Regions from separate parts of the Danio rerio genome. Here region 1 is linked to region 2. A link is a contact called in public Micro-C data. All regions are on one chromosome and are shown on one strand. Each heading gives the region's core, a stretch centred on a gene start, on an enhancer-like site or on the middle of the called end of the contact. The rest is flanking DNA. Distances are from core to core; before and after follow the strand shown. Region 1 overlaps dock11 (dedicator of cytokinesis 11). Region 2 holds the start of ndufs2 (NADH:ubiquinone oxidoreductase core subunit S2).

Region 1 (4,464 bases), core at 1,928-4,427, 200 kb after region 2:
GGAAAAAAACAAGGGCGGTGCCCAGCGTTCCACTAACTATTCTGCCCTTCTATCATGCGAGACTTCAAGTGGCACAAACCACACAAGATGCTTTCACGGCTAAGGCACTGATCAATCAGAGATCATGATAAGATTTTCAAATCAGTGAATCTGCAATCAGTCAATTTAACTTATGCAAAAACACGGGGGAAAAATCTGAATTTTCCAGAGCATACACAGAATAGGCATGACATTATGATAATTCCCAGACTATACAGTAGCAATGAGTGCGCCTGAGAACCAAATTGTTACACTTGTGGCATTTACAGGGTAGCATATACTCTCAGGGGGCAGGATTTCACTGTTAGAATGGAAAGAACTGCAGATTTATAAGAGTTTGATGAAAAGGCAAACTGTGTAGCTGGACCACCATCTCTGATCTACTGGGTTGTTCCTTGAATATATAAAAGGTGGTGCAGGGATGGCCAAATAATGAGATGCAAGTAGATAACAAGTAGACTATTTAGCATTGATCACAGCAACTGCAGGTCCACAGTGCAACAAATAACAAGCAGATACAACAGTGGTGACCAGGGCAATGTGTCACAACACACAGTTCATTACAGACTTCTGTGTAAAAGTCTAATCATTTTATTTCACAGTGCTCAGCATACAGTACACCCCTCACAGGTCTCTCTTTTAAGTTTATATTTTCTATAGGACGCTTTACAATAATATATTTGTGTATATAAATTAGATTAGTTAGTAGTTAATGCAAAACTGGAAATAAAAAAAGAAACTTTAGATCACAGTCCAAAAATTTGTAAACCCAAATGAACATGTTGGGGGAAACATTAAATCAAAAGAAACATACGAAATATTAAAGTTAGTTGAAATTCTGTAGTTTGCATCATTCATTCATTCATTTTCTTTTCGGTTTAGTCCTATAATCTGGGGTCGCCACATGTTTGAACCTCCAACTTATCCAGCATATGTTTTACACAGCAGATGCACTTCCAGCTGCAACCCTTCACTGGGAAACACCCACAGACACTCATTCACACACATACTGTACACTATAGACAATTTAGCCTACCCAATTCACCTATAGCGCATGTCTTTGGATTTGTGAGGGAAACTGGAACACCCGGAGGAAACCCATGCGAACACGGGGAGAACATGCAAACTCCACACAGAAACGCCAACTGACCCAGCTGAGGCTCGAACCAGTGACCTTCTTGCTGTGTGGCAACAGCACTATCCACTGTGTTAAGCAGGTTGATATTCCACAAAAGAAATTTACAAAAAGAGTTGTAATAAATAAACTTGAATACTCTAGAAATGAAAACTACTTTACCATTTTTCTTTTATTTGGACCTTGTTAAATATATGCGCAATATTAGATTCTTGCTGATATTTTCAAACTCTTTTTGGTAAAGCCGATGCCGATTTATTTTCAGTGTTAATTTATAGATTAATTTAAAGAGTGAGTTTTCAGATTTTTATTCTCTTTGCAAAGTTTTGTTCAAGGCAAATGTTTATCAGGATACTTTGAAAAAAGAGAATGTTCAAAAAACAGCATTTATTTGAAATATTACTATTGTGTACCATCATAAACGTATTGGTGCTTTTTTTTGTTCACCAGTGCCTAAAGTAATAATTTCTTATTAATTAATTATAAACTCAAATTAGAGCTGCACGACATTGAAAAAAAAATCCTTATATTGCAATGTTTTTTTTTTTCTGCGATAAATGTTTGCGATATGTATACAGTTTCACAAAATGTAAACATCATTTGACAAGCAAACAGTCTACAGTTTGACAAGATGGTTTGATTTGACGGTCTTATGACCAGAATAATAACAATGCAAAAACAAAAAATGTCTCATTTCTAGTCCAAGTATCTAAAAATCCTTTAGATCAAGTGAAAATGTGTTGTTTTGTATTCATCTTCAGAAGAAGTAAGTCAAAATTAGGAGTTTTTCCTTAAAACAAGCTGAATTATCTACCAATAGGGTAAAATAATCATATTTTCACTTTGAAATGTAGATATTTGGACTAGAAACAGGACAAAAATTACAAGTTATTGAGCATAAATCTTATAAATAATTTAATAAAATTAATCTTTGTTACACCCCCAAAACATACTTTTTTGTGCCCAAATTCTCTTGAAAGTCCTAGTCAAAGGCCTTAAAAACACATGCAAATGAAAAAAAAAATTTCACTCTGTTATGTTTAAACTTAGCAGTGACTCTACAAACCACATGTGTTCTGTGGCTCCTGATCAACTATCATTCAGACTCAACATTGCCGATAATGCGATATGACTATTGCAGATGCACATTGTGATTTCCATGATGAAACAACATATTGTGCACACCTAACTCAAATGATTGTTTTTAATGATTAAATGATTTCCTGAGGTGAAATAAGCCACTATCCATAGCAAATATTCATTTTTGGGGCCAATTATCCCATTAACACAGCAAAAGTGGTACTACTAGTAGGTTTATTATTTTTTTTAGCCCATTTTGTGTGGCATATCTACATATTTTATTACTATAAATATAAAATAACTACAAATGTAAACAGTTCATTAACCAAGAGTTTGAAGTGACATTTAGAATGACAACCTAAAAAGCACACCGTGTGAAAGTCCCTAACTGTAGCACTAGTGAATGTTAGGCTCTGTCTTAAAATTTAGTGTAAGGCCTGACCTTAATGAAGCAGGCCAGGCTGAAGTTGACACAGCGAGCCTCCTCTGGAATCTCCACATAGCGGATAGTGATGTGTGGCATTATGGACAACAGCAGACACTGCAGGGCCTGCTGGAAAGACTCTGGAAACCTCTGTGCTCGTGGCATCTGTAGGTCAAGCAGGTTCACTTCATTAGCCATCACATATCAATGGCATTAACACCACGTAGTTTCACTAGTGACAGTAAATTACTTTCAGCTCAATTATATGCAACTTACGGTTAAATTTCAGCTTTCAATATGACCGTCTATGCCAAAACACATAGACTAATTTTAGGCTTGTGATCATAATTGACTGAGGTGAGAGCATGTTTGAACATCAGATACACACCGACTTCTAAACAACATGATTAAGACATGGTTTCTGTTATGCAAATGAGACTGGTGGCATGTTTTAATATGTCTGAACATGTTTGAAAAGCGCTGAAGGAAAGCTGAAGCTGGTAAACAAACATCACACATGCAAAAGGCAACCCTGTGTCAACAGTAGAGTGACGCTACAGTGTTTGGTGTTTATAAGGGCGTGTTTTTCTTTTTTTTTTTTTACCTTTGATCATTCACTTTATGAAGAATGAGGAAGTCAAACCACATTCTATGCTCAAATGCCAAAAGATAAATAAATAAAAATAAAACTTGGCAGCTTAGGGATATTTACACCCAGCTGCTTTGTGTTTAATTATTTAATCTTTTTACTGATGATAATGATGATGAGGAAAAGCAAGTGGAAGGTAAAAATAAGACTTACTTTCATTCTGTTGCCATCCATGAGGTATTGAGCCATTGACCTGGCCATGGTCTCAAAGAAGAACCAGGAATACTGTATAGCAGGAAAAATTCATTAACACAGTGGCAATAAGGAATGTTGTAATGCAAATTTTATATATACAGTGACAAAAACAAAAATCATTACACATTAGCAAAAAGTTAAAATTTTTTTTACAATGATTATTAATCCTAAATCAAACCAGCGACCTTCTTGCGGTGAGGTGACATTGCTACCCACTGCGCCACTGTGTGGCTCATAGAATTTTATAACATCCCAAATTAATCATTATACTAACGTTTACCATATATAATCATGGAAATTTTGTAAATGTGTGCTACTCCAAACAACATATAAATATACACTGCCACTACCACAACTAAAGCAAAACAATACAGTAATTCAACCACACTATAATATAATCTCTGAAACCAGGCACAGTCAAATGAGTAGTCAGTAACCATAATGTGTAAAAGCAACATCCCTAAAATTCAGTACTAAAAGCAGCCCTGAGCAAAAAAATATTGAGGAAGCTCCTTGAACATGCTAAGACCACGTGAGAGAAAGTGGGTATAATGAATGAAATATACAGAGTACTAAAGCATAATAAAGTAAACTGGTTCTTGTGTATGTATGATGATGATGATCGTTCCTTGGAAACCACCCCCCATTTCCAAATAATTTACTCCGACATTAATCCTCTTCAGTGACTCAAGAGAGCAGAAAATAGCCTAACAGCGCCATCTGCTGTGTATAGATAGAGAGTAATGCATGATTTGGTCACCTTGAGAAGTTTGTTGCAGGTGTTGATATCAGCGGTTTGTTTGAGGATGACAGTCACAGCCGTAGCCAAAACTTCATGTGTTGTCACAGAGTTTTCGGAAGTTGCGTTGTTGATACGAAACACATACTGCAAAGGAAACGTTGCTTTTGTTTGTAAAAAATTCATTAAAGGTTTTTAAAACA
Region 2 (4,271 bases), core at 1,406-3,905:
AGGCCGATGTGAGGGTCGCATTTCTTCACAGACTCTCCGCTGAGCTCCATCACCAAGCGCAGCACTCCATGAGCTGCAGGGTGCTGAGGCCCGAAGTTGATGGTGAGGTTGGACAAATCCTTCTGTGCTGGTGGATCCTTATCTGAAATGAAAAAATAACTTTGATGTTCTTTTCTCTCCAGAATGCTTATTTAATATGGAATTTACAAGGCTAAAATCAAACCAACCATTCCAAGGTGGAGGTGTCCATTTGGCAACGGAGGGAGAGGGATACATCACCACTCCAGAGAACTGCTCCACCCACTCCACATCTGGCTGCCATTGCTTCTGCCTGAATTGAAAGAGAGTTGTTTTAAGTTTATTCACTTTTCTACAATTATTAAAATATTTTAACAATACTAAGTCATCAACAGCAATAAACAATACACAAGATAAAATACATTAATAATAATATATAAGATTAAAATCTAAAACAGATTGTTTACTCTTGATGAATTGTAAACATTTGGAAATTTAAAAATATTTCATTTAAAGTCTAAGCAGATAAAAATCAATGTCTAATAACATTAAAATAGTGCAGTTTTTATTGCCTTTGCTACTTTATTAGCAAGGAAAAGAATATTACTTGAGTGGAAATCTAAAAAACCCAACTAATGCTTCAATGTGAATGTGTGATCTGTTTTTATATTTAAAATGAGAGAAAATTAAATAACTAATGAAGGGAATTTTATGAGATATGGCAACCTATGATCACATACTTTGAAAAAAAAAGAAGACTCTCTCCTTTAACTGATCTATATAAAGAAATTTGTATTAAACAGGTTTAAATGTGATCACAAATATTATTTGACTCCAACCGCATGTAGAAGACCACCATAAACGTCATATTGTTTATTTGTATTATCATGTAGGTATTAATTTATCTGAATTATTTTTACAATTGATATTGTCTATCTAACTGCAAATGTAAACAATACTGCAAAGGTTTTTTTTCTTTTCTCTGTGTTTTAATTTTATTTTTATTTGAATTTAACTTGTTTGTTAATTTATTTCGTCGACAAGGGTTATCATGGAAAAAAAATACAACCTTGATTGTACAAAATGTTTTGGTAAAACTTAGGAAGAAAAAAAACAAATAAAAATAGATAGATTAAAATTAATTTTAAGCATCTTCTTTAAAAAACGTGTCCAAATACTTCTATATTACTTGTTGGAAAATAGTGCTTGTGCTGTCTTACAACTGTACAAATATAAGTGCATTTGCATTGGATGAACAATTCTTAAATCAAGTGTTTTTGTTTTACATTTTCACATTTACATTTTTTCATTAAAGTAAACTAAAAACTTTTAATGTATTTTTTAAATCCAACAAACAAAAAAAGGTCATTAAAATTAAATAATAAAAACACTTTTAGGGAGCACAATACATCAATACCATCTCTAAATGTCCATTTTTTTTGAGCAGACAATGATCTGTATATACAACTTAGTTCATACTGACCTCCATTACTAATTTATTTTATTTCATCATTGCCATACATTCTAATTACAATGGGGGAAAAAAGAATGTTCTAAATCTATATAAATTACTTCTAAATTATATTCTAAAAAAGAAACGTTCCTTTGATTTCCATGATGAATGACTTAAAACATTTGAATCTACTTGGGAAGCAAAATTATTAAAAATATATGTATTTTGAAACGATATGAGAATCGAGAATATAATTGAGGTAAAGTTGTTTTTTTTAATCACACATTCGGACTCTATATTGTTTACCTCAGTACTTTTGAATAAACAGTCTGAAATCATATGCAAGTATGACTTTGATACAACATTAGCACTATTTAATAGACTGTAAACACTGTTGTCCTTTGATAGTTATGGACTGCTAATATGATTTCTCTATTTAGACTTGACAATAGTTTTTTGAAGTTATAGTATTGAATATTATTGTATATGTGAATATAAAACCAAATGTACCTTAATAAGAAGATATACACTTTATATCCATAATGAAATCAATAAAACCCTCTTGCTTTGAAAACTTCAACTAAGACTTTTGTGTCGCTATTTTTGTGGGTCATTTTACCTACAAATATTGGTGAAGATTGCAAATTGCAAAACATAAAAAAAAACAATTGTGCCATTAAGAAAACCTCAGAGTCATGATTTATCAGAGATATCAAATGTGATTATTTTGTAACTGCTCATGTTTCATAACGGCTAACGTTAGCTTCAAGCTTGTTTTTTCCCACAGCTGAACGCAAGAATGGCAAAAGGGAAAACGACGTTTAATAATAATAGAATAATACGTATGTAAACAGGTCAAGTTTGCAATATTGCACATTAGCATGCTTTTCAAAACAATCTAAGTCGCAGAAATACCGGTGGCTAAACCATAACAACAACATCACCACAAGCAAGCCGCTGCTTCACCAAACCAATGGTAAAATTGCAGTGTGTTATTGACCGTGCTGTTCGTACCTCGTCTGAATCAGAGCACAGGCTGGAGAGCTGACATTACTGTTTAATAAAACTGAAGGACGTCCGAGTCTAGAGAGCGACCTCAGCATTGTAGCCGCCATCTTCCCTTCTGTCAGCGCTCTGCTTCTGTGCTGAGAGCTTCACGGCCGCTCTTTCACTGGGGCTCTGGCGTCACCCGCCGGCAGGAGGTTTACACCGCAGCTTCCAATCCAAGACTCATCCAAGAGCCACTAGATGTCAGTCGACTCTCGAGTTTGTTTTTAAGTTAGGAATGCCTGGTGCAGTTGATGAAGCGAATTTTTAAACTTCACATTGGCGAATATTTCTAAAAAATCAAATAATTTGACAAAACATGGAGCTAGCTCAATCACATTAATATTTTTTATTATTATTGCTGGAGACTAAGAGTGATGGGGTTTCTTCTGGATCCTAGACTTTATACATCCAAAATGTCATCACTAAAGGTATGTTTGAGCAGCACCCTGTACTTTACTGATGGGAATTTTTCATCATTCAACCAAAGGTATATACATTTTATATTCATATTATATAATATCTGTGTGGGCTGTACAGAAGCCCAGTGGTTAGCACTGTCACCTCACAGCAAGGAGGTCGCTGGTATGAGTCCCGGCTGGGGGGTTGGCATTTCTGTGTGGAGTTTGCATGTTTTCCCCGTGTTTGTATGTGTTTCCTCCGGGTGCTCCGGTTTACCCCTACAGCCCAAAGACGTGCGGTGTAATAATAATAATAATAATAATAATAATAATAATTAACAATTCCTTACATTTTTATAGCGCTTTTCTGGACACTCAAAGCACTTTACACAATGGGGGAATCTCCTCATCCACCTCCAGTGTGCAGCATCCACCTGGATGATGCGACATCAGCAATGTTGCGCCAGACCGCACCAGCTGATTGGTGGAGAGGAGACAGAGTGATGAAGCCAATTATAGTATGGGGATGATTAGGAGGCCATGATAGACACAGGCCAGTGGGGAAATTTGGCCAGGATGCTGGGGTTAAACCCCTACTTTTTATCGAAGGACATCCTGGGATTTTTAACAGATTTCCACGTCTTCCAGGTTTAATGTCTCATCCGAAAAACAGTGCTCACTGAGCAGCAAAGAGTCTCCATCAATATACTGGGGTTTTAGGACCCAGACAGACCGCAGGTTGAGCACCTCCTGCTGGCCTCACAAACACCAATTTCGGTTTTTCAGATTTTTTAAACTATCTAACAAGCAAACTAACTAACTAGCTAGCTAACTAACTAAATAACTAACTAACTAACTAACTAACTAACTACAATCATGGACCCAAGATACTCACAGAAATCAGTCCAGTTTGGTGAAGGAAAAATCACGGTTTGGGAAACAGAAAACTAACACATTCAGTATGGGGGCATGCGAGAGATCTGCAGAGTGGATGGCAACATCATCAGCCTGAGCTATCAAGACATTTGAGCTGCCCATTACATTACAAACCACAGGAGAGGGCTAATTCTTCAGCAGGATAGCGCTCCTTCTCATACTTCAGCTTTCACGTCAAAGTTCCTGAAAGCAAAGAAAGTCAAGGTGCTCCAGGATTGGCCTGCCCAGTCACCAGACATGAACATTATTGAGCATGTCTGGGGTAAGATGGAGGCATTGAAGATGAATCCACAGAATCTTGGTGAACTCTGTGAGTCCTGCAAGAACGCTTCCTTTGTCATTCCAGATGACTTTATTAATAAGTTATTTGAGTCATTGCAGAGATGTATGGATGCAGTCCTCCAAGCTCATGGGAG

The links. Hi-C and Micro-C count contacts between places; a contact is called where the count stands out from the background.
Region 1: a Micro-C map of caudal fin shows a contact between it and region 2, with 5 times the contacts expected there. The contact joins the enhancer-like site here to the promoter of ndufs2 in region 2. A contact is called at or near these places in 2 of 18 Hi-C or Micro-C datasets (caudal fin and an unstated tissue).

Annotation. Positions count from the first base shown.
Region 1 is chr7:19,257,919-19,262,382 of GRCz12tu, forward strand. It overlaps dock11 (dedicator of cytokinesis 11), which reads right to left. Exons shown (of 53, transcript NM_001202493.1): 26 at 4,283-4,408; 27 at 3,481-3,552; 28 at 2,697-2,843. Among named protein-coding and RNA genes, the nearest start is that of dock11, 64 kb to the right of the region's middle. Within about 2 kb of position 3,178, at least 2 of the 62 cell types and tissues checked have an H3K27ac peak or open chromatin away from gene starts, as enhancers often do. A contact at or near this core is called in caudal fin, where this site is marked.
Region 2 is chr7:19,057,967-19,062,237 of GRCz12tu, forward strand. ndufs2 (NADH:ubiquinone oxidoreductase core subunit S2) reads right to left here and starts at 2,656. Exons shown (of 14, transcript NM_001020645.2): 1 at 2,486-2,656; 2 at 228-331; 3 at 1-142. The coding sequence starts at 2,586.